Linked DNA regions of Mus musculus: regions 2 and 3 are each linked to region 1. Evidence: chromatin contacts called from public promoter capture Hi-C data. All regions are on one chromosome and are shown on one strand. The core of a region is the stretch at or near the end of the contact, and the rest is flanking DNA. Distances in the headings are between cores, read along the strand shown. Region 1 holds the start of Adamts7 (a disintegrin-like and metallopeptidase (reprolysin type) with thrombospondin type 1 motif, 7). Region 2 holds the start of Plscr1 (phospholipid scramblase 1). Region 3 holds the start of B430319G15Rik (RIKEN cDNA B430319G15 gene).

Region 1 (3,210 bases), core at 65-2,564:
TTACTGTTAGATTAATCCCAAAATGCTGTTCTCCTCGGTGCTTTAAATGTCCCTGGCATCCAGGCCCACAGCTACAGTATCTTGACCAGGATGGCAAATGGCCTAATCAGGCTCAGGGCAGATCTTCCTTGAGGTCACCCCTGCCCCATGCATATTGGTCCAACTCACTCAAGAGTTCATTCATCCCTCCAGTCCCGTCACCCCTGTCATACCCTTGAATCCCTCACCTGCAGATACATAACCAGCCCCCATTTGGCCTGGAGCGTGCTAAACACGGGCTCTGGGGTCTTCCACATCCCTGACTCTCACAGTCCCAGGCCCGCTGCTCCGGACTCTCCAGAAGCGCGCTACAACGCAGGTCGCGGCCAAACAAGAGCCTGGATGCTGGCCAGAGGCTCGTCGGAGGCCGGCCGGCCAGGCGGGGCTGGGAGAGTTAACCCAGGGCGGAGGAAGAAGCTCAGGCTCCCCCATTCCCCTCCCTTGAACACTTGGGGGAGGGGGAAACAGGAAATGCAAAGGCGATGGGGACTCGGACCCCCACGTCCGCCTAGCTGGGAGGAGAGGCGGCGGACCCCGGTAGACCTGCGACCTGGCGCGGTCCCCAGCAGCGTCCTGGCTAGTTTGCTTTCCAGGAGAGTCACCCCGAAGGAGTGTGTAAGAAGCCGTCTCGCGCGAATCGTCCAGCCCACTCGGAGGAGCGCTCTCCTGGGAAAGATGCACTCAGCGCAGCACGCGCGGCAGGGAAGCCGAAGCCCGAAGAGAGTGCAAGCTCACTCCAGTGGCAAGTCCCGGATGCCAGCTGAGTGGACAACTGAAGGATGGCTCCCGGTAGGTGCAGCTTCTCTCAGCTGCCAACACGACCCCAGCTGATCCCTAGTCTCAGAGTAAGCCGGTCCTGCGCGGGGTGCACAGAGAAGCGGCTGGGATTGCAGAAAGGGTGGCAGGGTCAGACGGGTCCCAGAGGCTCAGCCACCCACCTGATGCAGGTCCGAGGACGCGGGACGCCAGAGCGCACAGGATCAGGAGGAGACTCGGACCACGGTGCATGGCCCGGACGGGGTGGCCGCAGGACGACCCCTGTGCACTCCTTCGTCTACGCCGTTGCGTCCCAGCCGGGCCTGGGTCCGACTCAGGACATGCCTGGCTTTAAACTCTTCCCAAGGTCCGGGTCCTGACTCTAGCCGCCGGGCAGCTGCACTCGCTCCTCCGGCAACAAAGACTGCAAGGCCCGCCCCCTCAGCCAGCTGCCGAGGCAAAGAAAGAGAGCGAGAAGCCCAGGAAAAAAAAAAGAAAGAAAGAAAGAAAGAAAGAAAAGGAAGGAGGGAGGGCGGGAGGGGGAGCAGGGCGCCCACCCCCGCCCCGCCCGGCGGGCTCCTGCCCCCGCCCCCACCGGTCTCGCCCCGCCCCCGCCAGGCCTCAGCGCCCTGCGGGCGGGCCACCTCTTGCAGAGCACGGTCCCCACCCTACCAACTCAGGCTCCGGACCGCCCGCAGGGCTACAGACGTCCCCCTGGCGGTGGTGCGCGCCCAGGCCGTCTGTATCCTCCGAGATCTACCCCCCCCCCCGTCCCCTCCCAAAAAAAATCTGGAGTTCTGCAGTTTCTTGTCACTATCTATGCTTCAAGAGACATTCTTGGGTATGCGTCCCAGGCAAAGAATGCCTGCCCTTCAGAGAAAGAAACCTGGAAACCCCCAAGGAACGGAGATGGCACAGCAAGGAGGCACGATCCGGGGGATTCTAGATTTGTGTCCAAAGTCAACCTAGGAGAAAGACTTGGGCCCTTCTAGACTGGGCAGCAGTTCGCTGATTCCTTGCCTCCAGATGCTTTCAGATGTCTGTTTTCCCTGGACTCGGCACAGCGTTCTGCCAACAGCCTAGAGACTCTGGTGGGCCAAGACAGTGGCTACAGACTTTCAGAAGGGACCCTGGTAGCCTGAAAGCCAGCCAACCTTGCTTCATATTCCTAAAAATCTTCTGTCCTTGGTGGCCCTAATCCACATCCCCTTTAGCCTATACTTCCAGGAGCAGACTCAGGAGAACATGCACGCGGGCGCGCGCGGGCGCGCACACACACACACACACACACACACACACACACACACACACACACACACACACACCTTCACTGAGCCTGGTTCTACCCTGACAGTGATGTACTTGTACAATCCTTCTTCTCCCCCTTGGCCACTCTTTGTGCCCACCAAGGTACACAGGGACCCATACGGCTCATTGGCAGTTTCATGGTGTTTCTCCTACCAGAGAGCTCACTTGTATCTCTCTGCTGTCCGGCTCTCTTAGCTCTAGGGAGATGTGTGTAATGCATCGACATCTGCTCTCCTCACAGTCATCCTCAATGTCTCCATCTTAGTTCTTTTAGGTCTTGGTACCACCTGAGGCTGTGACATCCCCTGCAGCGGAGATTGTTGTTGGTTTATTTCGTTTTGTGTCCTCTAGTCCCTTGTCATCTTTCTTCTCTTTACCCTTTGACCTCTTCGGGCTCCATCTTCCCTCTCCCCCCCCACCCCCCCACCTCTGACAGTGGCAGGAACAACAAAGGCTATCCCATCTTCCTGAACATCTCCCACCCAGTGCAAAGGTACGGAAAGCTGGCACCTACTTTCTCTTTCTGAATATGCAGAGCAAACACTTTGCACTGTTGGAAAATGATCTCACCAGGACTCTGCAACCCTCTCCCTCCGTCTTCCCAAAAGGATTCAGTTCCAATATTTTCTTCTGTCCATGGTTTCCATGAGCTACTAACCCTCAGTCTAAAACATTCTATCCCTAGTAGACACTGATGTACCCCCTGTGGCTACGCATCCCTTGTAACTCCTACTTGTCCCTCTGCCCTCTTCTCAAGCTTCTCCAGAGGGTTGTTCATAGCAGTTGCCTCCTCCTCAGTCCCTCATCTACCCTCATACAAGCCTCAAAGCCAGAAATCTTTAGATTGATCGGCCACTGCATCCTGGACATGTCCTCTTCTTAGCAAGCTGCTCAGTCCATAAGTCCATAAGTGCTAGGTTTTGCTGCAGGACCAAGGGATGCAGCTGTAAAAAAAAAAAAAAAAATCAATGAGTCCAGACTCTGAATGAAGTCACATAACAAGCACATAGGAAAATGTTGAAATGGAACCAGCCACCACGAAGCACACTGAGGAAAATAAACAGCTTGAAAACAGAGATCTATTTTCTATGTGATGGTCACAGAAAG
Region 2 (3,109 bases), core at 285-2,784, 2.1 Mb before region 1:
GAATCTCACCTTATTCAGGGGGAATGAAGAATCTCTGGAGTTACACAGCTGAGGAGAGAGAGGTCATGCTGCTCTGTCTGCAAGTAGGGACTCTAGCTGGCTTACCAACAGTCTGGGTTTTTGTTTGTTTGTTTGTTTGTTTGTTTATTATTCAAAGCAGCACAATTGTAGTAAGTATCCAGGTAGAAAGCTCTGTTGTTAGGAAAAGCCAAGAAGGAAACGCCCCCAGGTGCCCGGGGGTGCTTTTTATTAAGCTTCCCTGGTTCCTGGTACCCAGTATTTAGTTCCAACTGCTAAGCCGCTAAGCCGGAAGAAGAGAGTGTAATTGTTTGGGAAGAAAGTATAATTGTTTGTCTTGGAACAGAGAGATGGCCCTACCTAACTTCCAGGAATAAGATTACGGAAATCAAGCCACGCAGGAACCATGGGGAGAGTTGTAGGGATGGGGGCTGTGTCAAGTATTTGATATAATAAAAGCTAGTTTCCACCTTTCCACTTGGTACTTTATCAAGCTTATATTAACTGATTCAAAAGTGAGAACTCTTTTTGTTGTTTTGGTTGGCTTTCCTGTTTTGTTTCTGTAGCACTGGCTGTCTGAGAACTTGCTCTATAGACAAGGCTAGATTCGAACTCATAAATATGCCTGCCTCTTCCTTTAATAAGTGGCTTGAATCTTTAAGTCTTTTACTGTTAACATTTTCAGGGAAGAGATGAATATACAAGAAAAAAAAAACTGTCAGAGTCCAAGGTCTGTAACAAAAGACTGAATGTACACCTAGTGTAGTGGTCTTACCCATTCGGACCTTTACCCGCTTACATCCCCTACTTTTGTATTCTAGAAGGCTATGTATAGTTTTACTAGCCACAATCCCAAAGAAACCTGGGTTAAAGAGCAACAGGCTCTTTGAACGGTTTCTCTTCTTTTATTTCCCCTTCCCTTTCCTGCAACGGGAATCCAACTTGGGCTCGGCGCATTTGAAAAGAGCGCTACCACAGAGCTACAAGTGAGCCCAGCTTCTGCACTGCATCAGGACTGCTCTTGGCTGTGAAGCAGTGTGCTAAACTGGAGACGATCCCGTGGGAACTAGCGAAGAAGGGTCACGAGTGTGGATTGCCGAGCAGCGGCCCGGACAGCAGAGCTTCTGGCTGAGTTCCCTCCCCACTTCCGGGGTCACGAGCCCAAGTCTTTCGGCCATTGCTCCCAGTCTTCAGACCATAACCTCTGCCGCCTGAGCAAACCGCCTCCAGCCCTTGCTCTTGCTCCCTCTCCACCCATCCGCATCTCCCGCGCCCATCACCGTACCCGGCTCCTTTGTGCGCACAGATCCGCGAGCTCTGTCCCGGAACGCGCAGAAAGCGGGACTCACCTGAGGCTCCTTCTGTTCTGAAGTCCGTGAGTCCCAATCCCTTGCTGGTGGCGCTGCAGTAGCCCGGCTTTCCCTCGCAGAGGGGACTCACTCTGAATGACGCGAGCTCTGCCTGCACTCCTGAATCCTCTAGCTGCGCCCAGAGGCCTGGCAGGACCTTGCCCGCCCCGCCCACCAGCAAGGCAAAAGGAAGTGGGATTTTGATTGCCTTGGAAAGAAAGGCTATTCATCACCTGGGGAGTGGCCTCTTCTCGGAACTTTCTTTACACTGCCTGATCTCAACCACCCAACCTATTTGGGTACTGTGCGGGAAATCGGGCTTCCTCAAACTTACTTTCCTGCTTTGCACACTTTCTTAAGTATGCATCGATTACCACATCTGTTCCATCAGCCCTGTTTGCACTTTCAAGTTTGTTGATCTCTTTCCTAGCAGATTTCTCTCCTCTTTTTAAAAATCTTATGGGTTTTATATAACCGTTTCACGCCGTTTGCTGGTAGCAGTCTTTGCTTTCTTTTTACTACAGTCTGTGAAAAAGTACCACCCTTAACTAGAAAACATTCAGGTTTGGTTTGAACTGTGCGGCTCACTCACCAGAAAAATCAGCATCTGTTTTGTTTAGTAAAGCGGTGCTTCTTAAATTACAGCCCGAGAAGAGTCACCGAGCTGAAACTACATTAGGTCATGCCTTCAAAGATTCTGACTTAGTATGCCTCGTGTGGACATTTCTAAGAAATTTCCAATTATCTAAAAATACCTTCCTATGACACAGAAGGTATTTTTCCCCCGCCTGCATTTTATGCATCATTTGGTACTCTTGGGGGAGGGAGAGTTATGAAAGGATGATGAAAGGGTTACAGGTGAATTTTGAGTCTTCACTCTTCTTTCCCTGTGATTGGTGCGTTTCTAAGTATATTCAACTAAAAATCTGGGGAGCATCTTGGGAGGGGCCCACTACTTGCATATGTGTATATTTCTGCATGTACATAAATACCAGTGTGCATAGAATATACTGTTCTTCCATAGAAAGCCATGATGCATGGAAAAGTGAACCTCACATATAAAGAGTCTGAGACCATGGCACTCCAATGCTGGAGAAAGGAACCGGGAACTTAGCATCGCTCAATGTGATTTGTAACTTCAACTGGCTTGCTGTTAGGCACTCAGGATGTTTATCTTTATTCTTTAGCTGATTTCATACTCGGAGCAAACAAGGATCTTCACTGTCCACTCTTTGCATAAATGGGATCATTTCATTTGAATTTTAATTTAAGCAGTTGGAGTATTTTTATAGGTAAAACCTTGTAGAAGTGAAACATTGGGGCGTTCTGTCTAAGTAAGAGTCTTCCTACTGTCTTCACCTCTGTTGTGTTTCCTAGGCTAACTGCTGTTACCAGTAGCTCCAAGACTTGGCCACAGGGGAGTCGGTGAGCTAGGGCTTCATGGGCAGCCGCTGCTGGGTAGTGGCTCACTCTGTGTTTGTTTCCTTTCCTAATGTCTTCATACCTCAAGCCCACCTAAGTTTTCTACTTAGAAAAACTAGCCTCAGCCAACAGTTTAAATGTTGAATCACTAACACTAACTCGTTATTAATATCAGGAAGTCAAGTTATTTTAGGCAATGTGTCTTCCTACGTTCCAAACTTTAATAGCGTACTGAAGATACAACAGGTAACTGAATAGACATGTTCCTGTTTGGTTGTGGTGGTGGTGGTGGTGTGTGTGTGTGTGTGTGTGTGTGTTGG
Region 3 (3,463 bases), core at 701-3,200, 2.4 Mb before region 1:
ACGTGAGCCCAGAAGTTCCAGAAAACTCTCAAAACTAAATGGAAGGGCAGAGTAGGACCTATAATCCCGCTGATAGCATTGTAATGTCACATTGCCTCTAGGACACCTATTTATCTTGTGCAGTGATTCTCAAGCCTGGATCATCTGCCTCTCAAGAGGCTGGCCTTTTGCTGAAGCCTTCTTTTGTTCCCTCTTTCATAGCTGGGCGCCACTGCCATCTAGTAGGTAGAGGTCAAGGAAAAAGCTAGACTTGCAATTCCTACAAAGGGGGTATGGCTCAAATTATCAAGAGGGCCCATTCCTTTTATGTGGGAGAGTGAGCACACACTGGTGGGGGGGGGGTTGCATGTGAAGGCATGAAGACAGTCTCAGGAGTCATCCCTCGGGTACCAGCCACCACCTCTTTTTGACACAGGATCTCATTAGCCAAGCAAGCTTTGCCAAGCAGGCTACACTAGGTAGCCAGTCAGCTCCAGGGATCTGCCTACAGTCTATTTCATCCTCAATGGGGTTATAAGCACAGGCCACCAGGCCTAGCTATTAAGTAGACCCTGGGGATCCAGAACTCAGGTCCTCACACTTTTGGTACAAGTACTTTACTAACTGAGCCATCTCCCCAGCTCTGAATATTCTTTTTACTGACCAGCTGGAACACATTGACAAATAATGGGGGGGGGGGGGGTTGTCACAGGTGATCTGCACTCTTGAAAGCCCACTCATCTAGACAACTTAGACCTGAAAGATTATTTATGTAGTAATATCCATGTAGTAATTTCCAGTTATACTACTTCAGGGATAAAACTTACCACAGCTGATAATAAATCTGACCAAATAACCAAACAATGCATCTTTTGCATCTATTAGCTTACCACAGAACATGTGAAACCATCTATCTGTGTGTGTAACCAGAATGGCTACTCCTCACTTGGCTCCATTAATGCAGAAACATTTCCAACATTTAGCTCATAACTGAACTCTGGGCCCACCTACCACCACAGAAACCATGTCTCAGATATTAACCATAGGCTTTATATGAAAAACATTCGTATCTCAAATCCCCTGCCTTAGATATTACAATCCCTTAAAATTTAACATCCAATTCCATGAAATGTAAAAGCTTGCACAGGGAAGTTTTTGTTGTTTTTTTTGTTTGTTTGGGTTTTTTGTTTTGTTTTGTTTTGTTTGTTTGTTTGTTTTTAACCTCAAATTTAAAGGTAGCAGCCTGGCATGGATATACTCTGTAAACAAGTGAGAAGTCGCATCGAGGTGGCATAAAATAGACAGAAGCTGAAGCCAAACTCTAAAATTAGCAAATCCTGGCGGTTATTTTTACTTATCAATAAAAGCTTTTGGTGTTTTAACAAAGACCGTTTTCAGAGTAAAGTCTTATATTCTGTCTCTATTCTCATTTATCTGTGTGATTTTTCTAGTACTATGCTGAAAGAAATACCTTTGATATGAGATAAAAGTTACTTCAAAATCAGAATACTCATACAGGTTCAGATTTCCCTGTGACTGCAGCCAACAAAGCGAGCACTGTTCCACAGAACCAGGTGCTTCTGAGTCCTTAAGTTTCACCTATTGCGCCATGAGAAAGACAAAAACCGATGGTTACAGGGTCCAACTGGACTTGTGCCAAGTGTTACCCTCTGAATTGGAATTCCAAGGTAGAAATGTTTGCTCCTCGCCTTAGTTTCCAGAGGAAAAGAATCTAATTAGTTACTATAGAATGCAAAATTAGCGCATCCACCCACTCATCACCAGAGTGCATCGGGTCATTTAAACGCAAGGCTCAGTTCCAGGGAGCTGAGCCCAGGGCCCAGAAGTAGAAAGGACCAAAGAACTCCCCTGCGCGATACAGCAGCGCTGCAAGTCCCGTTGAGACAAATAGGCGGCGGGGCTCTCCTCTGGCTGAACCCAGAAAGTTTTGTTCACACGAACTTGCCTCCAACTACTAGCTTTAGCTCAGCTTCCGAACACCGGCCAGGGCCAGGGCTCAGGGACGCCCCAAAGTGTAACGGAAGGAGGAGTGGGTGGGAGCACACTGGGTCCGATCGTAGCCGGGTCCCGAGCGCTGCGTGTAGACAGAGGCAGGATGGCAAGCTGCTTCCCGGGGCGCAGGAAAGGAGGTCCCTGCCAATCTCAAAGCAGGGAGCCCCGCGGCTAGGTCCCGCAGGGATGGAGCAAGCAAAGAGGAAACATGCCCAGTTCTCTCTAGACCGCCGGTGGAAACCAGCAAGCAGAGCTCACCTGCAGGGATGCGCCCGGGCGTCTCCTCCGCCACGCCCAGGCCGGCCGCCCAGGAGAGCAGGGCGAGCATGGGCATCAGCCGCCCCGGCCTCGCTCCGCGGTCCCCCATCCGCCCCTGAACCCGGGAGCCGAAGGCCTGTGGCGAGGACTTCTCGCGAGACGCTGAGACCCCGAAGAGCGCAGGACCAGACGTGAGCCCGGGGCTGGAGCGGAGGGCGGACTGGGAGGACTGCGTGGGTACCGAAGAGCACGGAGAGGATTGAGCGGACTTCGGCGGAGTCCGAGCGCAAGGAGCGGACGACGGAACCGGAGGCGCCCGCGGCGCGGGCTTAAGAGCAGCCAAGGAGGGCGGGGCCAGGGCCGGGGGCGGGGCGCTGCTCCGGGACCCCGCGTCCCGGGCTATCCCGGCTGCACCCCCACCCTCCGAGTCGCCTACGCCTACGTGCACCGCCTCACGCCGGGGCTCCAGGGAGCTTGCTTGTGGAACGTGCGCCCCTCTGCTCTCCCGGGGTTCCAGAAGCTTCCTCGGCACGCCCTGGCTAGACCTTCTTTCTCTACTGAACCCGGCGCTCCCGGAGGTGAGTGGTGACTGCGAGGGCTTCAGTCTGCTTGGCTGAGTAGGCGCTTGTCACACTCCCAGCTGTTCCTTCTGAACTTCGCCATCACCGTGTCAAGGAAGGCCATGCTTTGATTTTAGTCTGTAAACAGAAACTTTTCATTGTCCGGTGAACATCTCTGCCGCTGCTGGTGCCAGGAGAGCCATAGACTCTTTCCAGTAATGAAGCTTGTAAACCCGACGGAGTCCAAGCCCAGCTTGGGCAACCTGAGGCTGTGCTTTAACAAGATCGCCCTGCCAGGCACATGGAAAATTACTTCCGAAGATGTAGAGGAGCCATTCCTGGTCTCCTGGGAGCTACCTCCACTGCTTTGGGTTTTGATTAGTATGTCTATGCAAAGTCATTTGTCCTCTGGTTTTTACACTTTTAGTCCCAGGATTTAAACTGAGTTGTGCAGGGGTGAAAGTTTTGACAACTTTGTCTCACACACTCCGTGTATGCTTAAAAATGAAGAAAGAATCAAATTGACCGCGTTCAAGAAGCTCGTAGTTAAATCTTCCTGCAATGGGAGGAGAAAGGAAATACTCGTTCTAAGTCTGATTTTTTAAAGTTAAAATTACTCAAAGTTTATGATCACAGGTTTTGTAAAATTGGCA

Evidence for each region. Promoter capture Hi-C pulls out the DNA fragments that hold promoters and counts their contacts.
Region 2: a promoter capture Hi-C map of liver shows a contact between it and region 1, with 4 times the contacts expected there. The contact joins the promoter of Plscr1 here to the promoter of Adamts7 in region 1. A contact is called at or near these places in 4 of 39 promoter capture datasets (hippocampal neurons, liver and pre-B cells).
Region 3: a promoter capture Hi-C map of hippocampal neurons shows a contact between it and region 1, with 2.6 times the contacts expected there. The contact joins the promoter of B430319G15Rik here to the promoter of Adamts7 in region 1.

What each region holds. Positions count from the first base shown.
Region 1 is chr9:90,161,082-90,164,291 of GRCm38.p6, reverse strand. Adamts7 (a disintegrin-like and metallopeptidase (reprolysin type) with thrombospondin type 1 motif, 7) reads right to left here and starts at 1,314. Exons shown (of 24, transcript NM_001326351.1): 1 at 978-1,314. The coding sequence starts at 1,047.
Region 2 is chr9:92,248,619-92,251,727 of GRCm38.p6, reverse strand. Plscr1 (phospholipid scramblase 1) reads right to left here and starts at 1,534. Exons shown (of 9, transcript NM_011636.2): 1 at 1,368-1,534.
Region 3 is chr9:92,541,356-92,544,818 of GRCm38.p6, reverse strand. B430319G15Rik (RIKEN cDNA B430319G15 gene) reads left to right here and starts at 1,950. Exons shown (of 1, transcript NR_029474.1): 1 at 1,950-3,463. It overlaps Plod2 (procollagen lysine, 2-oxoglutarate 5-dioxygenase 2), which reads right to left and starts at 2,596. Exons shown (of 19, transcript NM_011961.3): 1 at 2,251-2,596. The coding sequence starts at 2,359.